2 separate regions of the Zea mays genome follow, and region 1 is linked to region 2. The links are chromatin contacts, called in public Hi-C maps. All regions are on one chromosome and are shown on one strand. Each heading gives the region's core, a stretch centred on a gene start, on an enhancer-like site or on the middle of the called end of the contact. The rest is flanking DNA. Distances are from core to core; before and after follow the strand shown. Region 1 holds the start of LOC103654538. Region 2 holds the start of LOC107403147 (Bax inhibitor-1 family protein).

Region 1 (2,847 bases), core at 24-2,523, 510 kb before region 2:
GCTCGCTGCTCGCTGCACCGTATTCTAAGGACGTCTGGTGGATGCTGGAAGCCGGAGCCCAGATGGCCTGCAGCCCTACACGAGCACGGCTGGAGCTTCAAGCTTGGCGGCTAGGGTTACAAACTTGGAGACAAGATAGATTGAGAGAGAAACCGACTGACCGCGCGAGACTCAGAGGGCGAGAGGTATAGAGTCGTACGTAGGTTGTTCGCTTGGAGCTGGCCTGGGTCCTGGGCCGCTTGGCGGCCTTGCTAGTTGCTGCTGATGCGTTGACGGCTGACCTCGCGAAGTAGTGATTCAGTGAACAAGTACAAGCCCCAAGGAGGCTGGACGCTGGCCGTTGGGATCTAGGATGCGTCCACTGTTTGGGTCCACATGTCATATGTCCATCGGGTGACGGATATGGATAGCCGATATCCATACCCGCGAAATTATTACCCGTGGATATCATATAGTATCCATACCCGTACCCACGGATATGAAACTCCACCATATCCGTACCCAACGGTTACCCATATCCGTACCCACTGCCATCCCTAGCAATGACCATCTTTACAAGTTTAGAGATGTCTCGTACATCACTTAACAAGTTCAAGGATCTAGACATGCATTTTCAAAGTTTGTGGACTTAAGTAACATCTTTTAACAAGTTTAGGGCACGAATGCATTTAACTTTTGTTAAAAATTGTTATTTTGGACTTTTCTAGGGCGACAAAAAGTAAAATACATCAACAGGGTCCTTGAATTTGGCATGTTGGGTCACTTGGATTATCAAACTTCAAAAACCAGCAAAACAATCCTCAAGCTTGGTTAATCATAATGAAAATTCGGGACCCTGGTGATACAAAATGTCTAGTTTAAGCATCGAGTGATACAACATTGCTAAATCCGGGGACCCAAATGACTTTAATGTGGCACATCACGCTATCATCTGGTTTGAATAAATTTAATTTGAATGGCTAGCTAAGTCCAAATACCGGTTTTATTGGTTTTGAGAGTTTGAGGATCTAAGTGATATAGTATACCAAGTTTAAGGATAAATATGCATTTTAGTCGGTGACAAATGCTGAAAAATCATCCGGTCCAAGGAAATTGGTGGTCTAGCATCTAGTAGTGGTCCAAAAGCAACTTCACCTTTACAACACGTGGGACGCCGAGACACGAACCACAATCTCCTCCACTTGCTCGCTTCCACGTCAGCAGTCAATGGACCCACACGGCCGGCCACACCCGTCCCTTTTCCAGTTTTCCCCTCCACCACACGTCCACAGTCCACACTCTTCTTCTTCCTCTGATCCTCTCGGCCTCCACACCCCCGCACACTCCCCGTGACCCCGACCCGTCCGGATAGACAGGAGCGGAGAGCCCGAGGTACAATGGCGGCCTCCAACGCTGCATCCGTCTCCTCGGCCGCGCCCCGCCTGCTCCTGCTCCGCCGCCGCGGAGGAGCCAGCGGCAGCGCGCAGCACCGCAATGCGCGCTTCCGCGCCGCCGCCGGCGGCGGGTCGTACCTGGACATGTGGAAGAAGGCGGTGGAACGGGAGCGGCGGTCGGCGGATCTCGCGCGCAGGCTCCAGGCGCCCCCCGCCGAGGCAGACGCGCCCGCGCCCGCACCGCCCGTGGAGGACGTGCGGCGCCGGACGGCGCGGTTCGAGGAGATGCTGCGGGTTCCGCGGGAGGAGCGCGACCGCGTGCAGCGCAACCAGGTCATCGACCGCGCCGCGGCCGCCCTCGCCGCCGCCCGCGCCGTGCTCAAGGAGCCGCCTGCCTTCTCGCCGCCCCCGACGCCGCCGCAGGTGGCGGAGACGGGCAAGGTGGGATCGGCCGGGGGCGGTGCTGCTAGGGGATCAGATCGGAATTCCCGGTCGGCGGCACGGGCACAGCTGTCGCCCTCGGCGGAAGGTATTGGTTTACACTGGGTGCACGTGAGATTGTTTCTAATCAGAAAGGTATGAGTGGATAAACAATAAAAAGATCATGAATTTCTTAGGGAGTTATATTGAGGGATGTGTTGCATTGGGTAACAAAGGATCAAGCCATGAAGCCTTAAAAGAAGATTTGGAAATTCGAATAGGCAAAATGTGTTGGATAACCGAAGGATCTTGATGATTGTCGGTTTGCCATGTGTGTGAATGAATAGAAACCCTTTCTTTCAGTTACCTCTAAGCAAATCAACTTTTTAGGAGACATGGATACTCTTTATTTTTTCATCACTAGTGAGGCAATTTCGACATCAAATATGATTTTTCTTCAGTGAAATGCTTAATTCTTTATTTGTCTCATTATCTGTGGCCTGCTGCCATGGAAACATGGTTAGAAGTAGTGCCAACTAACCAGACCAGGACAGTGCTTGGTAATCCTCTATATATAGAAATCGAGATTATTCATGATAATTTTAGGCGCCATTTGGATACCAAGTGATTTTGAGAATCCGGATAAAAAGAATCCCAACAGTTTTATTGGATTTCGAGATCCTAAAAATCCGCTAGTTAAAATCCATGTAAAATCTAGACCGTTCGGATGAGAATTTAGGATTGTGATATTTTTTTCTATCTGGATTCTTAAAATCTGGAGGATCCACGGGCCCATCGGATACAAATTTCTTAGCGCAAGGCTGAGTGCCTGAGTTCTTAATTTTGTCAAACCACCTGGGGCTTACTGTATCAAGCGAATATAGCTAGATGTACCACTAACTGCTAATTAACCAATACAGTGTTTGGTAGTCGTCCTCTATATACTGAAAAGTTGTTGTTCTATTTTCCTACATCCGGTATGAGAGATTATAGTAAACAAATTTCCCACAATAGTTTTTTTTTCTCTGAAAGGCAATTTGGATGAAGAAACAAT
Region 2 (2,852 bases), core at 294-2,793:
TCCATTCCACATATTAGTACTAAACAACTAACTATAAGGAATGAGTTGGTGATGGATTAACTCACTCAATTCCACAAACCAAACAAAAAAGTGAGGAGTGAGAAGATGATGAACTATATCATTTCTCAAACCAAACACTCCATAACTATTTCAGCCACCATCAATAATTACTTTTAATTTATTTTTCAACATAAATCATATAATATTCATTGATTCATAGCATAAAAAATGGTCACTATCATTTCATTCATAACTCATGCATCATCGATGTAGTTTAGATGTCCATTCATAAATATCCATCTGCACGTATCAAAATTGTCCTATCAAACATCACACATAGATATTCATAGTTCAAGTTAAAATACTAGCCGTACATGTTACGTAAAATCGAATGTCCAGTGTTCATCACTTGGGTGATTGGAGTTTTAGCCGCTACCTCCAGAAGGGTCACCAAAGATTGTATTTATAAATACAATTCTAGCATCTCTCGAGTCCGACTACATAGACCCAAAATATGCAATCAGCAACAATTACACGTTGATATGGTAACTATGAGGCCCTTATGCCATCAATCCCCGTGTGAAATATACATATAAGGTCAAATGAGATAACTTAAAGTTTAGATGCAGCGTACAATATTTGCCTAGTTTAAGAAAGTTTGGCTAGAATATATCTAGTAGGAGGACAAATGTAAAAACTTAGTTATAATTGTTCAAAATTAAAACAATGATCTATGTTTTGCTAGACTTTATGAATATGTTTGACTAGTTTGAGTATGTTTTACTAGAATCACTATAATTATAATGTGTGGCTTACTTGAACTCCATAAGGTCTCGACGGATGGCCTCCCCCATTTTGATACCAGTGGGGGCTAAAATTGGGGAAGTTATTGTTCATCACCTGTTGTTGTAATGTTGCTTACGTGTGCAATACTTGAACTCAGTACTCTTAACTACTTAAAATGGCAACAATTGAAAACTCATTACCTAGATCGTGGCTTGCTATTGTGATATGATTGAAGCACAATATTGTTGTTGTATCCAAATACAGATCCGAATTTGGCAACAGATACGGATATACCTATTTCAGTATCCATATTAGTACGGATATCTATATTTATATATTCAACGAATACGAATATGGATAATTTAAATGTCCAGACATCCATTTCCACTCTTATACCCATACCTATATCCATAGGTGCCTATTGTTGGTAAATGCGAGGACTGCAACTAAATAAATTTGCGTTCGATATGGATAGCATTTTTTTTCCCTACAAACGGTACGGTGTGGTCAGACCAGGCCGGCATGGGCTTTATGACCAATGGACCGGGCCGTGGCCGGCCAAAACCGGCGGTTTGCACATCTATAGACCGCGACGCGCTCGTGAACAGATCCGTCCACCCATAGACACGCGTCGCGTCGGCTTGTCCGCGAGAGAGGGGGCCCCGCCTCCGCCGCGGAAACTGGAAACCCCCGACCCGTCCGATGCCCCTGGCTTTTAAGCGCCGCTTTCGCATCTTTCCCCCACTGGCTTCCTCTGCCGCTCGCAGTCTCGCTCCACAACCACAACTATCCATCCACTACCGGCTCCCTCCCTCCTCCTGAAAACCCCGACCGCGGGCGAACCAAACCCTAGCGAGCGAGGCGATCAGCGTCCGGCGACCGGCGACAGAGCGCAATGGAGACGCGCCCGGCGCCTTGCGACCTCGAGGCGGCCGTGCCCGCGGGCTCCGGGGCTGCAACGGCGGCGGCGGCGCAGCAGGAGGCACCCGCGGCGAAGAAAGTGGCGGAGGAGGAGGATCCGCGCCTGCGCTGGGCCTTCGTGCGGAAGGTGTACGCCATTCTCTCCCTCCAGTTCGCGCTCACCGCGGCCGTCGCGGCCACCGCGTGCCTCGTCCGCCCGATCCCGCGCTTCTTCGCCTCCGGCCCCCCCGCCGCCGTCTGGTCCACGTACATCGCGATCCTCCTGTCCCCGCTCATCGGTGCGCGTCTCACCTTCCGTTCCTTCCCTTCCTAGGTTTTGGAATGGACCACCGATCGCGGTTTTGTTTGTGCAGTCATGTTCCCCATGCTCAAGTACAGGGAGAAGCACCCCAGGAACCTCGTCCTGCTCGCCGTATTCACTCTCTGCTGCAGTCTCAGCATCGCCGTCTCCGCCTCCACCACCCTCGGTATGGACAATCGATTCCTCTTCATCTCCCTCTCGTTGCGTCGTCTCCTGTTGCGATGTGGATCGTCGATGCGAATGGAATGCGGTGTGTGGTGTAATTCTGGTGGTTTTTGTGACCTACGAGTCATCTGCTTTCCGATCTAGTATTTATTAGTATGGGTGAATTGTCATGGATTTGTGATACTCCACTGTTCTGGGGAATGCATATGTTTGTCAGATTGTTAAATTAACTCTGCTTCCTGTGAGAATTCAGGATATGTTTTTCATGTCATGGACTCATGGCCCATGGGCTCTGAAAACTTATGTTAGAATTTGCCCCGGTTTCTAATTGCAGGCAGTGAGTGGTATGGGTGGGTGGTTGCTTTCAAATTGCCTGATGCACAATCCCTGCATGAGGGGGCCTCCTTTTGTCTGTGCAAACAGTTTTCTGTTTTATCAATGTTTTCCATTTTTAACTGCCACGTACTGTTGTTTACATACAGAGTCAATATGTTTAGTTGTACGTGTCCTGTATTGAGCCGTTTAGCATTTCTTGATTTATTTATTGTGGCAGCATGTGGATGAGCCAACTGCTTTCTATTGTTTAAGACCTGTCTGTACCTATCACTCTGCATGTGTCTCCATGCATTTCAGTTGGGATTTGGTCCAGCCAATGTGCTATCTTCGAACATACTACGTA

The links. A called contact is a pair of places that touch in the nucleus more often than the background predicts.
Region 1: a Hi-C map of endosperm shows a contact between it and region 2, with 4 times the contacts expected there. The contact joins the promoter of LOC103654538 here to the promoter of LOC107403147 in region 2. A contact is called at or near these places in 2 of 25 Hi-C or Micro-C datasets (bundle sheath and endosperm).

The regions. Positions count from the first base shown.
Region 1 is chr4:208,701,187-208,704,033 of Zm-B73-REFERENCE-NAM-5.0, reverse strand. It overlaps LOC103654538, which reads left to right and starts at 1,273. Exons shown (of 4, transcript XM_008681374.4): 1 at 1,273-1,902. The coding sequence starts at 1,377. LOC103654539 (a long non-coding RNA gene) reads right to left here and starts at 398. Exons shown (of 2, transcript XR_002268880.2): 1 at 162-398; 2 at 1-75.
Region 2 is chr4:208,193,283-208,196,134 of Zm-B73-REFERENCE-NAM-5.0, reverse strand. LOC107403147 (Bax inhibitor-1 family protein) reads left to right here and starts at 1,543. Exons shown (of 4, transcript NM_001321409.1): 1 at 1,543-1,985; 2 at 2,061-2,174. The coding sequence starts at 1,682.